Regions from separate parts of the Mus musculus genome. Here region 1 is linked to region 2. Evidence: chromatin contacts called from public HiChIP or PLAC-seq data. All regions are on one chromosome and are shown on one strand. Each heading gives the region's core, a stretch centred on a gene start, on an enhancer-like site or on the middle of the called end of the contact. The rest is flanking DNA. Distances are from core to core; before and after follow the strand shown. Region 1 overlaps Gm20110 (predicted gene, 20110). Region 2 overlaps Atp2b1 (ATPase, Ca++ transporting, plasma membrane 1).

Evidence for each region. HiChIP or PLAC-seq counts read pairs in DNA pulled down with a chosen protein or histone mark.
Region 1: an HNF4G HiChIP or PLAC-seq map of pancreatic cancer cells shows a contact between it and region 2. The contact joins two enhancer-like sites. A contact is called at or near these places in 5 of 115 datasets of contacts at active chromatin or transcription factors (astrocytes, embryonic fibroblasts, embryonic stem cells and 2 more).

Annotation. Positions count from the first base shown.
Region 1 is chr10:99,626,654-99,629,981 of GRCm38.p6, reverse strand. All of the region lies in intron 1 of Gm20110 (predicted gene, 20110), which reads right to left. Among named protein-coding and RNA genes, the nearest start is that of Gm20110, 19 kb to the right of the region's middle. Within about 2 kb of position 2,076, at least 18 of the 459 cell types and tissues checked have an H3K27ac peak or open chromatin away from gene starts, as enhancers often do. A contact at or near this core is called in pancreatic cancer cells, where this site is marked.
Region 2 is chr10:98,950,181-98,953,618 of GRCm38.p6, reverse strand. The region is part of intron 1 of Atp2b1 (ATPase, Ca++ transporting, plasma membrane 1); the gene reads right to left. Among named protein-coding and RNA genes, the nearest start is that of Atp2b1, 37 kb to the right of the region's middle. Within about 2 kb of position 1,773, at least 44 of the 459 cell types and tissues checked have an H3K27ac peak or open chromatin away from gene starts, as enhancers often do. A contact at or near this core is called in pancreatic cancer cells, where this site is marked.

The DNA of each region.
Region 1 (3,328 bases), core at 827-3,326, 680 kb before region 2:
AGTAAACGCTCATGTCAAGACATTATATAAGAATCCTTTGTGCTGTTTCCATTTAACCTTAGCCAAGACATCAAGAACTAATTCAAGTTTCTTCTTGGGCAGGAACTGCAGAAAACAATGATTTCTGAATCAAAGTATTGTGGTACTTTTAACATCTTTATCCCTTTCTGCTGTTACAGTAAAATAATGTAGACTGAGTAGATTGAAAAATAACATGAGAATTGTTCACATGTCTGCAGGCAGAAATTAAGGGGCTGCAGATTGAGCATATGGTGAGAATATGCTTTCAATGTAAATGTCATTTCTTAGTGTGTCCTCTCACAGTGCCGGGGCAAACAAGCTCATTTGCATTTCTCTTACAAATGCATATGTTCTCCTCACAAAAGTGTTGACCATATAACCTGCCTGTCTCCCAAAGACCCCTCAATACCACAAGAGGTTAAGCTTTCAGTGTATGATTTAAGCCATAGCATCAGGCCCAATGACAGAGACCTTTGGCGTTCACATTCCAAGATAATAAAGTAGAAATTCACCCCTTCTTTCTGCAAAGAGAGGTAGCCCATTAACTCAGCCATAAACTCCAAGTTTCCTCATTTCATGGCCTCTCTTCTCCTATGTGTCAACTGAACCCCACATTCAAGTGACATAAAGGCCCTATCTGGCTGGTTCGTAAGAAAGCAGATATCCTATGGTTTATGTCTCATCATACATGCACATCACTTCCTCACACACATGTTTGCATGCGAACTCACATCCATTATAGCAGGCTAACTCGCTGCTTCAAAGAAAAGAAATACCTCTGAGTTACCACAAGTTAGACTTCATATTTGCTGAATATTGGACTATGAGGGAAAAGTTTGAGGGAGGGGGAGGTAATATGGATCCGTGTGCTTAGGTTTTGTCTGCAGAAACCTTAAGGTCAGAATCCACAAAGATGAATGTGAGACATCAGACACGGGTAGAGTGATGTCTCCCAGGGCTGAGGTTCTATTGAGACCCTCATCTCTGAGCAAAAAGATGTCATTCTAAACAAAAGCCATCTATCTGTGGTTCATTAAAAGAGAAAAATATGGAACATACAAATTTGAAAAAATAAAAAGTCATTTCCACTAAGCTTCTTGGGCAATAAATGCAAATCCATAGGAACCAAGTCAGGACAGGAAGTACTGAGAAGACAAGGTGACTACAGATAACCTGATGGGACGTTAGAGAAAAGCGGAATTAAAGTTAATTGAGATGTCTGAGAGTAGCTGTAATTTAAGACATGCAGTCTTGAAATCTTTCAAGTGGGAGTGGCCACAAAATAATTTGAGTTTTCAACAGGGAAAGCAGGGACTAAGGAGATAACCCCGTCATTAAAGAGATTCCCCTGGAAGCTTGGGGACCCCAGTTCAGCTCTCAGCATCCAATTAATACATAAATCTTTAAAACTTTTGAGTGTGGTGGTGTGGCATGCACCTGTAGTCCTGGGTCTGGGAAATGAAGACACTGGTAACCCTAGGGATTGCTAACTAGTCAGGCTAGCCAGAGTGATGAGAGACTCTAGCTCCAAATAATAATAATAATAATAATAATAATAATAATAATAATAATAATAATAAGTGGATAACAATGAAGTGGACACTCAATGTTGACCTCAGGCCGCCATATGCGCACTTGGGTGCGAGTGAACTTTCATATGCATGTACACACAAGCATGAACACATTAAATAATAAATAAATAAATAAGACTTTATTAGGTCAAGCTAAGGAGATACAATATTTCTAGCACTTTCTGCTTCTACTTCCCCCCACCCCCGCCATTTAGTTTGCTAAAGTAGCATAATAGTTGGAAATGGTTTTCTCTTCACGCAACTATTTTCATGAGCTTGAGTTGTTTTTCTCAATATTGCCTATAACTCGAAAAGGTTAATAAATCAAGCCATGTAGACCTATTTACTTCTTAACATCTCAAGCCATCCCAGAACTTAATTGCTGGAGGCCATGTTTGTTCTGTTATAAGGTCAAATCCTCGGGCTTCCTGATTCCCCTTCATTTTGCTGCAGGGTTACATGATGATGGGTTTGCCAAAAGAAATACAATGACTAATTCTTTCATAGACAACTAAATCTCGAGCTACATCCTAAGCTCTTGAGCTGTTACTGACATTTAAGAGAAAGAGAATCCAGGATACTGAGGAAGAAAAACTAATAACCGAGAGGGGAAAGGGTACCCCAGACAAGCATTAATATCCCACATGATAGCTTGAACTGGCCATTCCTTGTCATGCACCTGGAGACCAAGTAAACTCACCTAATTCCTCAGTGGTTTCCAGCCAGCCCAGCCCCGACTTGCCTTGAGACATGAACTGGCTCCACAGAAACCAGGAAAACAAAGCCTGAGGAAGATTTTGCAAAGCTCAACCGGACAAGCTGTGCCAAGCAAACATTAGATATTTGCAAAGGCATTCCATTCTCCTTGGGCTGGTTTCCTGTGTGCACACTTCGGGAACAATGCCTTCTGCACCTTCCCTAAGGCCCCTACTTTGTCGGATTATAAATGGGCTCCAAGTCTCACAGACTGTAGAGTTCTGTCCCGCTGAACATCAATGCCTATAGACCTATGGTAACACGCATTTCACAGGATGAGAAAGGCACATCCTGTGGCCCAAGATGCTGAGAAATTCTAGAGCCTTGGTGGTCACAATGCACCTTTGTCTTGTACAGGATCAGAAAAGCTGTTCGGGAAAAATCTTGTATGTGTAACCTCCCCAATGCTAGTCCATCCAAAGACCTCTTCACTTTTGACAGGAAGTTAACTTCAGAAATGTTACCACAAGAGATTAGCATGGCTTTCTTGAGACGCTGAAACAAATTGCCACAAACTGGATGTCTTAAGACAATAAACTTTTGGTTTTTGGTAGCTCTAGAGGCCAGGAGTTCAGAAGGTCTGATGAGAGCCAGAGTCTCTTCCAAAACCCTGGAACCCATCCCTTGCCTCTTGAACTTCTGATAGATCTGGGCGTTCCTTGGCTTGAGGCCCCATCACTCAGGTCTCCTGTCCTTTGTGTTTCTCTTTTCATACCAAAAGTCTTCTCCTTAGACCACCCACAGTAGGTTTCTCCTTTCCACCTAAGGAGAGATTTCTCTTCTTCTACGGGGCAATATTTATAGAGTTAGGAATCAGACTGTGGGATGTATGTTTTTATGATCACCATTCAGGTATGCTAACTGAAAGCAAAAGAGTACATTCATCTTGAACCCATCCTGTAACAAACCTAGGCCTTGTTCTGTGCTGATCCTAAAGAGTCAAGGCCTGGTTGGTATCCCCACACCCCCAGTACTTCAGT
Region 2 (3,438 bases), core at 524-3,023:
TAACAAGATACCAGAACTACTAAAGCAAAAACTTTGCATTACTGGGACTATTGATGCTGGTTAGCTGGAGCTAAGAAATTAGCGGTGATTAAGAAGAGACCAGCATCATTGAGGTGACATCTTCTGGGAAGTGTTTTCTGAGAGCACAGTGGCTGTGTTCCAGATATAGCCAAAGTTGTACATTGTGCTGTGGCTGGACTTGGTAATGTGTAAGGGTCACCCAGGTGGTACTGGTTTTGAAGGCATGAAGGAGTTGAGCAGAGCAGCTGAGGCTTGGCACTGTGAGAGGCCATGGAAGGCCATTGGTGAAAGTGCAGCCTCAGTTGCAATTGATGGCCCAGGACTGAAGGGGTCATGTAGTGTTTTGGAGATGCCAGTACCATGAGATGACCACCAAGAGCAGCAGCAGTAGTGGAGTACAGGCATCTGGAGCCTAGAGGATGATGCGTGTGCTACAAAGGGCATGGCTGGAGAAGTGACCCAAGCCCTTGGAGGAACCCAGAAGATCGTGAGTTGGATCCCAGACATTGGATGGTTGGAGATTGACTTTTGCTTTTGATTGTGACTGTGCCCTGATATTTTCCCTCTTGAAGGAAGAAACTGTTTTAGTGGAGCCCACAGTTAAGAGACTTTTAATTGTAAAAAAGACTTTAGATTTTAAAAGAGATGGATATTTTAAAGAGATTGAAAATTTAAGAATATGTAAAGACTGTGGGACTTTTAAAGTTATTTAGAATGGGAATGAATAAGATTGTAAGGGTTGAGGCTTACTAGTGATGTTTTTGTGTGTCAAGTTGACAAGGGGTCAATTGTACTGGTTAGTTTTGTGTCAACTTGACACAGCTGGGGTTATCACAGAGAAAGGAGCTTCAGTTGAGGAAATGCCTCCATGAGATCCAACTCTAAGGCATTTTCTCAATTAGTGATCAAGGGTGAAAGGCCCCTTGTGGGTGGGACCATCTCTGGGCTGGTAGTCTTGGGTTTTAAAAGAGAGCAGGCTGAGCAAGCCAGGAGAGGCAAGCCAATAAAGAACATCCCTCCATGGCCTCTGCATCGGCTTCTGCTTTCTGACCTGCTTGAGTTCCAGTCCTGACTTCCTTGGTGATAAACAGCAGAATGGAATTGTAAGCTGAATAAACCCTTTCCTCCCCAACTTGCTTCTTGGTCATGATGTTTGTGCAGGAATAGAAACCCTGACTAAGACAAAGGTACAACATGATCTACAAATCCCGATATGATATATATACATATATCCAACATGCTCTTTAGTAACTTTTTACTCTTGTCTGTGTAACCTGTCTGTGCATAGGCAGGATTGGAGAGTTTCTGACATTGACCTTTAAAAAAAAAATCCCTCAAGTGGAATTGAGAGGACCTGGGTTCTCTGCGCCATGTGAAAGCGAGGAGTGGAGGCCCCATCTGTAAACCTCCCTTTCAAATTGCCCACCACTGAAGGACAGGGCTGGGAGGATCTCAGATGTCTGCTGGCCAGTCAGTCCAGCTGACGGAGCGAGCTCTTGGTTCAGTGAGCAACCCTGTCTCAAACAATGCGTGAAAAGTGACAGAGGAGACACCCAGTGCTGACACCTGGCCTCCACTCCATACAGTCAAAAAAGTGTGTACAGTCACACTCATCTACCACACACACAGACAAATGTACTTTAAATACCATAAATCAGTTAAATGGCATTCTGATTTTTATATCCAGCTCATGATCGCTGTCAGGACACTGAGCTTCGGCGACTCCAAGTGTGACTCATTACGAGGTAAATCTACAACAGGATATGATTATTCCCATCCTGTGAGAGAGATCCTCTCAGGGACAGCTCGTCCTCTCCCTCCCAAGATGAGACACGTGGCCACCATCATCTGTTACCTCTTCCTTCTTCCAATCTGAGTGTAAGAATGAACATCAGAGGAACAAGATTTTCGGCTAGGCTATCCTGGCCCTTAATCCCTAGCAGGTCACATCTGCTGGCCTCAGTTTTCTCATGTGTGCACAAGTAAGACGAGTCACCTTCCCCTCCTTATCTACTCTTCTCATGGACAGGCCCCTCCGCATTCCACAGGCAATTCGTACTCTGTGACTGGCTTTTCTAGCCACTTTCTGTCTCTCCCTACCACTTCCTCTATACCTACCTCAGTACAGTCCAAGGTCAGTACCCACTTAGGACTTTAGATTCCTACCCTACTCTATACAGCACGGTGGAATCCAATCGTGTATATCTCTGCACATACAAGGCATTAGAGGCTAGTGCACACCTGAAGGCCCACACAGAAGAGTATGTGTTCAGTTCAGACTGCACCTGCACACTGATTTTCCTCTCCAAGTTCTGTCTGTTGATTTTACTCGCTTGACACTAAAATTTCAAACTCTAAGCCTAAATTCATTCTAGCAACTGAGTCTGGATGTCCTAAAGAGGGACTAACTCACGGAACTCTAACAGAGTTTCTACCAGCCCAGTAAAACATGTCTCTTCAGCCTTTTCTCAGCCTTGCACACATGGGACTCTAAGAGGGAAATGGTATATGTTGCATTTCCTGAGCTTAATTTTAACTTTCTTCCCCTCCCTCCCTCCCCACCCCCCCTCCATTAATACCTACTAATACACCCTGGAGCCAGTGTTTCATAGGTTATTTCAGAAACGCTCCTCCAGTCAATGTTTCTACTATCACTTACTGGTAAAAGCAACTCTGATCTGCTCTATCTACCCAATATTCCTAAGTCAGTCCCTCTATAACAGTGGCTCTCATCTTGTGGGTCACAACCCTTTGGTGGGAAGGGCAATCACATCAGATATTTACATTATGATTCATAACAATATCAAAATTACAGTTGAAGTAGCAATGAAATAATTTTATGACTGGTGTTCACAACATGAGGAACTGTATTAAAAGGTCTCAGCATTAGGAAGGTTGAGGACCACTGCCCTCTAACTCTCCACCTTACTTTTGAAGCATAGTATCTTGCAGAGCCCAGGACTCTTCACCTGGCTGGAGGCTGCCTGGCCAGCAAGCCCCAGAGATCCTCCTGACTGGCCATCAGTGCTGAGTCTACAGATGTGTGCTACCCTACTCAGCCTTTTATGTACGTAGTCAGAATCTGAACTTGCTGAGCCATCTCCTTGGCCCATCAAATTCTCTTCATATTATGTCCCATGTAAGAGTTATAGGTCCTGTCCATTAAATGCAAATGTGGCTACCAACATTTCAGAGCTGCCATAAGGATTAGAACTGAATGTGATATCATTTCTCTGTGATGCAGTTGGAAATCCTTCTTGTTGTGGCAAATGTCATTCAGAGAGCATAAGGGTTTCTAGCTCCTTGAAGCAGCCAGCACTGACATTATAAATATTAGCTAAGACTGGGGGCTTTTAAATAGGTAAATAAGCAATGTGGATAAAATGCAGTAAGAAAATACACAGAAGATGACAACTT